Linked DNA regions of Oryctolagus cuniculus: region 1 is linked to region 2. Evidence: chromatin contacts called from public Micro-C data. All regions are on one chromosome and are shown on one strand. Each heading gives the region's core, a stretch centred on a gene start, on an enhancer-like site or on the middle of the called end of the contact. The rest is flanking DNA. Distances are from core to core; before and after follow the strand shown. Region 1 has its middle 19 kb from the start of IFNLR1. Region 2 overlaps STPG1 (sperm tail PG-rich repeat containing 1).

Region 1 (6,566 bases), core at 3,381-5,880, 140 kb after region 2:
CCACTACCTCCACCACCTCCACTACCTCTGCCATCACCATCATCACCTCCACCACCACCATCATCACCTCCATCTTCCATCACCAGCACCACCACCTTCATCACCTCCATCAACTGTCACCACCTCCACCATCACCTCCACCACCCCCTTCACCCAAAGCACAGGCGGTCTAGCAGAGTGCTTGTGAGCACGACATGTAGAAGAGCCCTGTGCAGTGGAAACATGAGCCACATAGATGAGTTTAACTTGCAGCCCACCGGAAAGAAGACAAAAGTGAAATTAATGTTAATCATATGCTTCATTTAAACCACCATCTCTAAAGTATTATTTTATCATGGATCAATAGCAAAAATGCGAACATGATATCTGACATTTCGTTGGTCATACCGAGTCTTCAGAACCTGGGGTGTCCACACATTATCCCCTCGCCGCAAACCTCAACTCTGATTCTCGACACAGGCCGCAGGCTGCCCTGCCAGACAGCACGGCTGTGCAGCCACACACGTGTCAGCTGCGTGTCTGTGTCTCGAGCACTCTGGCCTCGCTTACGTTTCCTATAGGGAGCAAGGATAGAGCTGGGGGCGGATGACGTGAGCTACCGAGCGGTGTTGGCTCCAGGGTCTGGCACACGCACAGTGCTATTTGGGACAAGCGCACTTCAAAAGATACGTGGAAAAAAGAAATTAAACGATAACTGCATGGCGGTGCAAATTTTTTAAAGATTTATTTGTGCATTTGAAAGGCAGAGTGAGCGAGAGAAAGGAGGGGAGGAAGAGAGAGAGTTCTTCCATCTGCCAGTTCATTCCCAAATGGCTGAAATGCGTGGCGCTGGACCGGGCCGTAGCCAGGTGTTGGGATTTCATCTGGGTCTGTCCCTTGGGTGGCAGGGACCCAAGGGCTTGGGCGGTCTTCTGCTGCTTGCCCAGGCGCGTTAGCAAGGAGCTGGATTGGAAGCGGAGCAGCCAGGACTGGAAGGAGCAGGTGCTCTGATAGGAGATGTGGTATCCTGAGTGGCAGGTTTGAAGTAACTTGCTGCACCACAGTGCCTGCCCTGGTGCGCACAGTTCTGAAACGCACGAGTGGTTTTTCCATAATACACGTTTCCCACAAGCTTCTGAAGCCCCCTTGTAACAGGTGTTGCTGTTCTTGCAGAAGCCTGGCAAGTTCATGGTTCTGTGGTTCCGCGGTTCTGGTTTTGCATATGGAAATTGCCCAGGGAAGAAAGATTTCTAAGGGCCAGAGGGCCAGCAGGGGCTTCAGACCGAGCCCACAGCGGAGCTCCCACTGGTGCTGGGACAGGCTTTGGGGGGACAAGGGGCAAGTTCAAGGTGGGCCTTGTCTGGTTCCACGTCGGGTGTTGGCTGAGGAGCAGAGCAGTGCCAGGTGATGGGAACAGAGCCCCAAAGCTGGGAGCCTGCGGGACCCTGACAGTCGCATCCCCCGGCCCCCCAGCCTTGCTCAGGGAGCTCTGGAGGCGTGGCCAGCTCCTGGCCATGCCTGCTGCCCCTGGTCCATTGACCAAGCTCCCAGTTCTAATTGGATAAACAACAATGTTGTGGGGAGCAACTGGAGCAACTCGGACTAGACTAAGTTACTGGAATTAAGACTTATTCTATGCACTTGCTCTCCCACAATATGGCGCTGGGAGAGGAGAAAACAGCTTCTACCCAGCTGCCTCTCACCAACTTGACAAACTGTAGGACCTGCTCCTGATTGGAGGAGAGCAGCGTGCTCGGCGTGTGGGCAGCCGAGTTGGGATTGGTGGAAGAGGACTATAAAGGAGGAGAGAGACAACATGCACCGGGAACATCTGAGGGAACACCTGTGCAGCCCCCGAGAGAGCCGGCCAGCAGTGTGCCGCTCCCCCGCGGAAGTGGGGAATGTGGCAGGGGGAACCGCCCTTCCATGGAGGTGGAAGGGTCGGTAGCCAACCCGGGAAGAACCAGCAGCAAACCCGGGGAGGGCCGAGCAGATAAAAGAACAACGCAGGGTCCTGTGTCGTTCCTCCACGAAGAGGGGGAGCGACAAATGTTGTCTGGATATTGACACCTTCTGATTGGATAACAGCTAGAGATTAGGAAATTGTTGAATTCTGATTGGTCGACAGGTAGAAATGGGGCAGCACACTGCAGAGCTTTAATTGGATGACCTCTCTAGGAACAGCCCACCGCTGAATTCTGATTGGCTAAGTATATTTCTTTTGCAAATCAGTTCTTTAATTATTTTCATTTTGTTTGAAGAGTGGAGAGACACAGAGAGACAGCTGGGGAGAGCTCTTCCATCCTCTGGCTCAGCCTCCAAAGGTTTGCAATAGCAATAGCTGGGCCACTCCAAAGCCAAGAGCCTGGAACTCAGTCCAGGTCTCCCGGAGGCAGGGACCCACGGACCTGAGCCATCGTCTGCTGCCTCACAAGGTGTACATTAGCAGGATGCTGGGTAGGAAGCAGAGGAGCTGGGACTAGAACCAGGCACTCCGACACAGGGTGCAGGCACCCCAAGTGGACACTTACCTGCGACCCCAGTGCTACGTATTCCTCTGCCCGGGTATCCCAGCGTCAGCTCATGGGTGATGCATTGCAGAAACCGACCTGGCAGGACTTGAAGCTGCTCACGCTGCTATTTCTCGTGGTATGTTCCAGCCTCGTTCTAAGTAATGTCCGATGATGTCCAGAAAAGCGCACTGGGAGGTGAAGGCTGTGAGATGAGCACCGTGGCCTCCCCATTTCACAGACGAGGAAACTGAGGCCCCGAGAGGGTGAGGAGCTTTCCCTGGGACATGGGGCTGGAAAGAGTCTACGTGGGATTTGCACTCAGAGCTACCTGACTTCAAAGTGCATGTCCTGGCCTCTACCCTGGGCTCTTTCAGTTGGCAAAGGAGACCAAAGCGCCATCCTTGATGGGAGCTGGGATCTGGCATCCCTCCCCCTCCCGGTGGGCAGCAAGGTATTTACCGTGGCTCAGTCAGGACCTACACCCAGCTCTTGTGCTCCCGCAAGGCTGGCAATTAACGGAAACACTTCCCAGCTGGTTGGTAAACAGCCGCTGTCCTAAGGTCCCCCAGCCCCAGCTGACCCTGGGGTACCCGGACATACATACATTTAGCAAATCAGAATTTAGCAATGGACTGACTATTCCTGGGTAAGTCATCCAATTAAAGTTTAGCAGCAACCCCAGCTCTACTTAGCAACCAATCAGAACTCACCAATTTCCTAGTCTCCAGCTGCTACCCAATCAGAGAGCAGCACTCTCCTTGTCACTCCAAGATCCCACCCTCTACTCTCCCATCTTCGCGATCGCACATCCAGGGAGTAAAGGACTCATGCCCAACCCACTGGGGGACCTCAGGACACGCCCGTCTCAACCACTGGCCAGTGCCTGTGCCTGCGGGGTAATAACTGCTTTATGTCACCATTCTGCTAATGCACAGTCCATCGTCTGGCAAATGGTAAATTAACCCACCCAGATGACCTAGGTATTCTTCCTTCCTTCCAGAATAATACTCAAAGCACCAGTTATTTTAAGAATTTGCTGAAATACAGCCCATAATGTTAGACACAGTAAGCCCTCCGTCCATGGAAGTATGGTGTGTGGTTGTCACACGTGATCGCTACGTTCAGCCTGAATGTTCTGGAACATTCTACATCTCAGCATTTCTCAACTGGTGATCAGCGGCACTCCAGGCCCACAAGACTGAATAAAATCCTAAGATCAAGCAAACTGGGGAGCGTACAGATGCTTGGAGACCCAAGATCTGAGCAAGCCTGCAGCGAAAAAACAGGATTTGCCTCATTTAATCCCCAAATCTCTCTGACCACGGGACGCCTTGTTCTGGGGAGGCGGTTGGGTGGTAGGTGGGGAAATACGGATGGCATCCTCCAGAAGTCACTTTGGAAACATCCGTTCCCAGCCTAAACCAAGGTAGACTATCAAGTACTGATAGGGGTGTGTGTGTGTGTGTGTGTGTAGGACTGTTTCCAAGGAGAGACACCACGCTTTGGGTCTGGCTAGGAGAGCCCTGCTGTGTCCACACCATGGGGGTCTTGTCTCATCTCCTTTCCTTACAGAGGGTGCAAAGCCCTGCCAGGCAGTGTCTGTGGGGTCAACCCAGGAAGACTTCCTGGAGGGAGGGAGTGTGGAGCCAGCTAGAGAGCAGAGGTAGGGTGCAGACGGCAGAGAGGAGGGTGGAGGTGAAAATGCCACACCCCTAGGCCACTTGGCACCATCCACACTGGCAGTGCCCTGTGGACGCCGGCTGTTGGCTCGCTGCCCTGGCTTCCTGCACTCCTCCCCTCTAGGTCCCAAGCCATCTCCTGAGTCAGCACCCGGCTTCCTCCTGGGAGGTCAGGCCCTCTCCTGCGCTGGGAAGGCAGTGCCCGCCTTGGGCTTCCAGGGCCCCCCGCTCCCTTCCACCCATCTCTGTTTGCTCAGCACTGAGATTAGACCTGAGGCTCAGCCAGCTCGCCTACTGCTGTGTCCCCCCTGGGAAAGGGGCAGCAATCGCGAAGCGAGGGGCCCCCGGGAACAGGAACCTGACTCAGGCTGGAGGTGGGACCAGCCTTTCTCGGGCCCCACCGGAGGCCCCAGAGCAGGGCCTGGGAGAGGTGAGCGGGGAGTGGCAGGGGGTGGGCCAGGTGCAGTGAACACAGGCGCCGGCCAGCTCCTCCGCCCCAGCCCAGGGGAGCGGTCTGGGTCCCTCCCTCCCTCCCTCTCAGCTGACAGGGCAGGGCCGGGTGAGCATGCAGGGACCTGGAACCGAAACTCAGCAGCAAGCTCAGCCCAGGGACCCTCGCCCAGGCGGAACCCCAGCCAGCCTCCAACCATCCTGGCGTCTGCCCTGCCCCCAGGCGTCCCCAGCACAGAGCAATCCCAGAGCCAAGGCAGAGAAGAGAGGGCAGTGGGTCAGCCGGGCAGGCACCTTCCTCGGGAATTTGTTGCTGTGTTTCAGACTCTGAGCTGGGTTCTGGAAACGCAGCCAAACCCGCATGCCTCCTCACAGGCTGTGTGGCCATGGCCAAGCCCCGTGTCTCTCTGGGCACCAGCTGCCTCCGTAACAAGGGGCTCCTAACTCTCCCCTGTGCAGCTGCCTTGAGGATTAAATGACTTAAGCCTTATGCTATGGGCTCCCCGCAGGTCCTGCTCCCAGGGTAATGACCCATACAGCAGGGGCAGGGGTCAACACAGCAGCCCCCAGCTCCCCGCGGCACCTGCCTCTGGGTGGTCCGGGTGACCCCTGCGGACCTGACCAGGTCCTCAGTTGCCTCTGCTTTGAAATGGGCTCACAGCCAGGGGCTGGCATCCCGGGGGACCACAAGAGAAAGACTTTGGCCCCATGGCCAAGGGCTCTGCGGGGCAGACCCAGGAGGGCCTGAGCTTCGGCTTTCCAGCTCCAGGTCCCGAGTGAGCCCTCCTGAGTCCCGAGAGCAGAGTGGAGGCTGCAGCCAGAATCTGCGGCAAGGCGCGGGAGAAGACAGCGCCGGAGCGCACCTCCTACTCCAGGGCCCGCTCGCGCAGGTCGCAATGTCCATTCCGATTCCTTACCATCACAGGTGCGTCTCCAGGTCACGACGCAGAATGCGTCTCTTACCCTGGGTGAGGACGCACTGGACGGGGCTGGCGTTGTGGGGCGGTGGGTTAAGCCGCCGCATGCAGCACCACCCTCCATCCCAGCTGCTCCGTTTCTGATCCAGCTCCCTGCTAATGCACCTGGGAAAGCGGCAGAAGACGGCCCAAGAGGCCGGGGCCCCTGCACCCACGTGGGAGGCCCGGATGGAGTTCCAGGTCTCTGGCTTTAGCATGGCCCTGCCCCACTCTTGCAGGCATTTAGGGAGTGAACCAACAAATGGAAGCTTGCTCACTCTCGCTCTCTCTCTCTCTCTCTCTCTCGCTCTCTCTGCCTTTCGGGGGGTGGTGGAGGGGCAGGGCATAGATGGCACCACAGCCAAGACTGTGCCACTTCACTAACAGGCCCAGCCCCCCATTTTACAGACGGGAAGACCTGGGCCCTGAGCCAGAGAGTGGTTTGTCCTGTGGTGGAGAGAATGGCCCGGCTCTGCCCGGCTCCCACTGCCTCTGAGGGCCAAAGAGGCCTGGACTGTCGGGCACCGTCATCTGTGAAATGGGAACAGTGAACGGTCAGCCTCATGGGTTTAGGAGATGAGTCCCTGCGTACAAGTGGCCTGGCCCAGGGTCAGTCTCAGTGAACACGCTGCTTGGTTTAAAGGGCCGGTTGCAGGGTAGGCACTGGGCCCAGCTGTTACGATGCCTGAATCCTGCATGGGGGGTAGGGGGGCTGGGTTCAAGTCCCAGCTCGGCTTCCATCCCAACTTCCCACTAGGACGCACTCCGGGAGGCAGCAAGTGATGGTCCGAGGACTTGGGTCCCTGCCACCCATGTGGGAGACCCGGATGGAGCTCCTGGCTCCCAGCCCTGGCCATCTGGGGCCTGAACCCAGGGATGGGAGATCCCTCAGACACACAAGGAGTTTCTCTTTTTCACACAAAGCAGGCTATGAACAGGGTGAGCGCTGTCTGTGGGCACCCCCATGGGGTTCACAGCCGTGGCTTCTG
Region 2 (5,995 bases), core at 1,781-4,280:
GTAGCTAAGTTCCCAGCCGTCACGGCCTGGCTTCTGTTCTCTGGAATGTGCTCTGAGAGGCCTGGGCTCACCCACGCTGACACAAAGTGTGAGTCTGTGACCCCCAGAGAGCTGCCCGCCCACCTGGACCTGTCCCTCCCAGCCACCCAAGTGGGCACGGCATGAAGACAGTGATGAGCTGGCAAACCAGCTCTCCCTTCCGCAAAGACGAGCTCTGATTTACAGCGTTTGCCCTTTGCTGCGCTGTAAATACTCCACCACCACCCCCGCCCCCAGCCAATTCCAAGATGCCACCTGCCACACTTCTGCGTTGCCAACGGCTGCCCTCAGGCTGCCCCCGGCCAGCCTTCGCGTGCTGCTGCCCAAAGCACTCTCCGTGGACATTCGCTCTGAGCAAGCTGGCAGCTGGCCATTCCCCAGGCCCCAGGGGACAGACCTCTGTCTCTTTTTCCTGGACTCAAGCTAGCCGCCTCTGTGCAGAATGAAACCAGGACCAAGGCCCAGATTTAGCAACTAAAAATGCACGATGTCTAGTCAAATTGGAATTTCAGATAGATAACAACTCTTTTAACAAATGTATGTTCCACGCATTGCATGGGATATACTTATACTAAAACAGCCCTGTGTTGTTTATGAAAACCTAATGTCACGGGGCTGGGTGGGATGGCTGAACCATTGGGCCCTTGCGTCGTACCTGGCAATCCAGTGAGCGCTCAGGAGAAGGCTGGGCATGGATAGGCACGCTGAGAATGTGCCGAGAGACCGGGAGCTGTAGGTGTGTGTCTGTCTTCACCGTTCGTTGTTTGAACCTCGAAGTCGCGCTTGCACTGCCTGCCTTAATGTGTCTCAGATTCAGGGGCTCTGGAAGCTCAAAAGCACTTCAAAGCCCAACACCTTGAGCTTAAGGAAACCACAGCCCAGCAAGGTGACTTGCTCAAGGTCACTCTGTTAGCAGCGGAACTGGGACTAGGCATTCCCAGTCAGGGGGCTTAAATGTTTCTTGTATCCTGTGTGGTCTCATTGGAGAGTTGGTTGAGTTTTGTAGCAAAGAGGAGACTCTCTGGTCAGACCACCTGGGTTCAGATTCCAGCTCTGACATTTACCAGTGACGGGACCTTGTGTCTTTCCTCTGGCCCCTTCTTCTCAACTTGAAGTTGGGGGTTAAATGAGTGAGTATACTTAGAGCACTCGGAACGGTGCCCGGCACACACGGAGCACCCAGTCCGTGGATGCCTGCCCTGCATGAAGCTCCCTAGGAAAACTGTCTCCCTGCAGCACATGGAGTCTGCACCCACAGTGCTAAGTTCTCCCCGACTCTCGCTTGGGCTACTCATTCTTATGCCACTTGCTTGGCCACCTTCTGTCAACAGTACTTGCCCCTGCTAGCGAGCCTGGGGAACGAGATGAAAGCCCAATTAACTGTGCCAGCAGAAACGAGCCGCAGATGCCACTTCCGGTTATTCCTCTCCCACATCCCGGCATCAGCTAGCAGCAGAGGCCCGTGGGCTTGCCTCTTTTTTTCTTTGAGAGTCAGAAATGGTGCTGTTTGGGCTGAAGGTTGTTGTTTCATTTTGCTTTATAAACAGAAACACTCCCTGATTTCTCTTCTGAAAGGCTGGGGAGGAAGCTGAGTCAGGTGGGGTGCGGCTAACGTGCAATCGGTCACCCTTCCCTTGCCGTGGGTTTGGCTTGCCCAATCCAGACACACGGACGTGTACATCAGCCGCGTCCACTGTCCCATTTTACACTCATTTCTCTCGTGACGTGGAAACACAACAGCGTTCTCTTGGAATGCAATGTGGCGTGGTGGAAGGCCTGAGGGCTTTGGGAGCCGCAGCCTGGATTGGATTTCCAGCCCCACTGTTTGGCAACTCGTTGGAGAATGGGCAGGTTGGGAAGTGGCGGAGCAGGGCTGCCATCTGCCCAGGGTGGTGCCCATCCTGTGGTTAGAGAGTCAGTGGGTGGGAAGCTCGCGGGATGGGACTGACGCTCTCTTGCCTTGCAGGATGATGTCCCAGGTCCTGGGTTCTACAATGTCACTCACCGGTCTCCAGTGTCCAACAGTGTCTCACTGTCCAAGAAAGGAACGGGCACTTTCCCCTCCATGGTGAGACCCCCTTGTCTGCAGTAACCACTCAGTGGTTTCCTCTCTCTGTTGCATCACCTTGGGCTGGATGTCTGGCCCCTTCCCTCCGAAGGCCTGTGGTTCTAATTAGGAGGGTAACCGCTGCCTCGGATTTCATGCAGGTGAACTAGACCTTGAGTCTATACCTTTTTTTTTTTTTAACCATCATGCATTGCTGGGACAAGAGGAGAAGCTGGAGGAATATCCAGAACCTGATGGCTCAAACCCAATTTTGTCATGGAATGGACTAAGCAAGTGTTTCCTGAGGTTTTAGGTTTACCAGGAAAATGTGACTCTCTACCTCTTGTCCCAGTCCCTGGCGAATAATCTCATAAGGTTGCTCAAATGATCGAGAAATCTGATGGGGACCAAAAAAAAAAAAAGGCAGAGGACCTGGAATTGAGGGATTTCATTGCCCATTCCTCTGTGTAAGATGTGGGACTTCATCTTTGTTGAGAGCTCTACCGGCCAAATAGCTATAGGCAAGTGCCAATGGCCCTGACCTGACTTGGGCAAGGATTGTCTCTTTATTTAAAAATTATAAGTTGTCAAGAAAAATGGGCTTGTATAGAAAGGGGAAAGAGTCCCACAAGGGTGCACTGGCTGAAGTAGAAAAGTGAGAAAGACAGCAAACCCTCACTCTGACATTAACCCAATGCACGTGCCTTCTTGTCCCTTTAAAAGTTATAATAATCTCTTGTATTACGATACCTGACATTGGAATTGATTTTTTTTAACCACACAAAGGGGCCATTTAAGATACACTGAATGCAGCCACTTCTTCTTGGAAGTCAAGTTTGGCAGAGCTGAATTCTCAAGGGGCAAACCAAATCTGGAGTTAACTCCCCCTTCCCAGAGACGATGAGCTCCCATCTGCCGCCAGGGAGTTCACAGAACACCCAGGCCTCTACCTATTTTTCTGCCCCCATTCCTGCTAGGAAAGAAACTCAAAAGCAATCGGCCAAAGAAGTGCCATCTCATGGTGTCCTGGCACGGGGGACAAGGCCTCAGCCCTGCTCCTGACTCAGCTGTGGGACAAGACCTCAAGCCCGGTGCTCTCCTGCGTCCGCGTTGCCTCATAAAAGCGGAGGAGACTCCCTGGAGGCTGCGGGCGAATTGCAGCGAGTGAAACACTCTTTGAAACTGCAAAGCATTATAAACATGTGAAATGTTATGGTTGTTACCACCTGAGTCACACACAGTACTTCCTGCAACACCTAGCTTCTCTCCCCGAGGAGTTCTTTGCCAAACAGTGACACGGCCCATTCTGTCTTGATGCCAAAAAAAAAAAAAAAAAAAAAAAAAGGGACTAAATTGGAGCACACAAGCAGCACCGTCCTGGGCTTTACTCGCAGTAACTTTCCAAATGACGAGGCGAGGCTGCCTGGAGAAGGGGCCGGGGCACGACGTGGGTCTCATAGACTCTAATCAGGCTTTCGGGTCTTGGAAAAGCTCAGGACCAAACCCAAAGAAGGCAGGGACTGAGTTGTTCGGGCTTCGTCTTCGCCCCACCTTGTCGGCCCCGGACTGTGGATTTCTGTTTATTCACGGGTAAGCCTCTGTGCCTGCGGGCAGGGGCCTCCTGTGGAGGTGCAGGCTTGTCCGCGGGTCCCCGCCTCCTCCGTGGCTCCTTCAAACCCGATCAACATTTCCTCTCTCTGCCCCTGTTTGTGATTTTCACTCCCAGCCCCATCTCCACTTCCGGATCTCAGGACTCGGAGGGAATTCAAAGCGACCCTGATCAGAGAAAGGGCAGGACGGCCAGGAGGAGTGTGATGATGGGGGAGGCGGCCCAAGAAACTCTGGGGGTCCGTGGGGTTCAGGAACTTCCTGGTGGCTGTTGGAACGGCTGCAGCCCGCCTTTCGGCAAGCTCTGTCATCTCTCTAAGTCCAGATGGATTAAGGAGCTTCGCCAATGTGTTCGCAATCCTTGCCCCAGAGTTTCTCACAGCCCCGGCTAGGAAATGAAGTGAGACCGGCGGCGGAGGTTGGGAAGGCTTCTCTGCGTTTGCATGGTGGCGGGGGTGGTTCTGGGAAGGCTGGGATCTGTGGGAGAGAGGCTCACAGAAGCCAGCATCTGACCGCATTGGGGGCCACAGGCCTGGGAAGGCAGCCGTGGGGTGTGCAGGGCTGGTGAGCTGGTGTTAGGTGGCTGCACTCTGAGTCTCATGATGAAACTTTGTCTCTGCTGAGAAACTGAATGTTTTCTCCAAAAGTGTATGTCAGTAGGTGTTCTAAGCCAAGAAGGTGCTGAGATCAAATCAGCTCGCCATCACCCAGGGCCGTGCCTGCGCACCCGTTCCTTGTAAGAATGGGCTGTCTGAGGGAGGCGGAGTGCCTGGGTGAGAAGGCTGAGCCTACCCCTTACCACAGTATCCACTACTCAGGCCCGTCACAGGATTCAATACAACACCACGACAAACACTTGGCTCACCACTGGCCACGACACAAAGGCAATGCGTGTGGGGTGTCCTCACTTTTGCAAATGGCAAGAAATCCTTACAACTCCAAGGCAGAGCTGAGACTTGAACCCAGGTTGGGGTCGGAACAACCTGGGCTTTAGCCAAGAATGCTTCTGCTTCTGGTGGCACCTCCACCCCAGGGGGCACGGGCCACGGGCCACGGGCCACGAGTCGCGGTCGATCCATCCACCAGAGGCCGAGAGCCAGCACCGCCAAGCGCCTTCCCTCAGCCTCCCCCACTCTCTGTGCTGGCAGAGTTGCTGACCCCTATCAAGCAAGCGGAGAAAACCTCAAGCTTTTTACCGGAAACCAATGGGGGAGATTTTGTTTTATCAGACTCCCGTACTCGCTGTGCTGTCCTAGGTTCAGTGATGTTATCACCGAGTTTCTATGGCTTTTGTCCCTGTTGGTTCGCAAACATTGATTGTGTTTGTTTTTTAACTGAAAATAGTTGATCATGGCTTCCTGAAAGGAGTGGGGTTGGTTCTGTGGGAATAGCCAAAATGTCACGGGATTTTCTGAGCAGGAATTGGGGGGATGGGTGGGTAGGAGGCGTGGGTGGGCAGCAAGCCTTGCACCTGTGAGGTTTCGAAGCAGTTCAGATACTTTCCCCATAGAAACGAGGCGCGCACCTCTACTCAGCGGAAGAGTCCGCCGCACCCCTCCCGTCGCTCACCCAGCAGCTGATGAGTCGGCTCTAAGCGGCCTGCACAGGGCTGGGTGGAAATGCATCGATGGCTGTTTTCGCCCAGTTCCAAACATCAGGTGAATAATTTGAGTTAGTTTACAGAAGTTGAAACAGGTCTGAACTTGCATTTTTCAGGGGCAAATCCTCAAAAGCCTGAGGCCAGTTTATCATTGTTACCTGCTGCAGTCTCACCGTCCGTAAAATGCTCTTGGGGCCGGTGCTGGGCAAGGTCTGACATCTGTCCTTCCGGGCCACAGGCTCAGTGCTGATTGCTGTGGCTTTGCCCTTCACAGAGTGCCCGCTTGGACCCCATCATTTCTAAATTCCCTGCAGCCAACGCGTACACCATCCCGTCGGAGTTCATCTCCAAGAGAGACTTCAGTAATTCCTGTTCCAGCATGTTCCAGTTGCCCAGCTTCATGAAAGTTCTCAAATTTGAAACTCCTGCACCAAACCATTACCATGTAAGGACACCGCATGTGGCTGCTAGATGAACACTGCACGGTTTGCTGCGATAAGAGGAACGGGGGTAGAGGGATAAGGGAGTGTGGGGGACAGCGTCTCAGGGCAGTTGGAGAGCCAGCTGCCGTCTGCTGACTTCCTGGTGGGGGCTTCCAGCCCTGCAGCACTCTCGGGGGACTTGCAGAGCCCAGACAGAAGCGGGGGGAGCCGCAGGCAGACCAGCTCCGATGGACGCTCAACCCAGTCACTCCCGTCCCG

Evidence for each region. Hi-C and Micro-C count contacts between places; a contact is called where the count stands out from the background.
Region 1: a contact with region 2 is called in a Micro-C map of ear pinna, with 5 times the contacts expected there. The contact joins two enhancer-like sites. A contact is called at or near these places in 4 of 6 Hi-C or Micro-C datasets (ear pinna, psoas muscle, skin fibroblasts and 1 more).

What each region holds. Positions count from the first base shown.
Region 1 is chr7:146,861,146-146,867,711 of mOryCun1.1, forward strand. No RefSeq gene overlaps it. Among named protein-coding and RNA genes, the nearest start is that of IFNLR1, 19 kb to the right of the region's middle. Within about 2 kb of position 4,631, at least 2 of the 8 cell types and tissues checked have an H3K27ac peak or open chromatin away from gene starts, as enhancers often do. A contact at or near this core is called in ear pinna, where this site is marked.
Region 2 is chr7:146,722,706-146,728,700 of mOryCun1.1, forward strand. It overlaps STPG1 (sperm tail PG-rich repeat containing 1), which reads left to right. Exons shown (of 8, transcript XM_070079094.1): 4 at 2,006-2,107. Among named protein-coding and RNA genes, the nearest start is that of STPG1, 29 kb to the left of the region's middle. Within about 2 kb of position 3,031, at least 1 of the 8 cell types and tissues checked has an H3K27ac peak or open chromatin away from gene starts, as enhancers often do. A contact at or near this core is called in ear pinna, where this site is marked.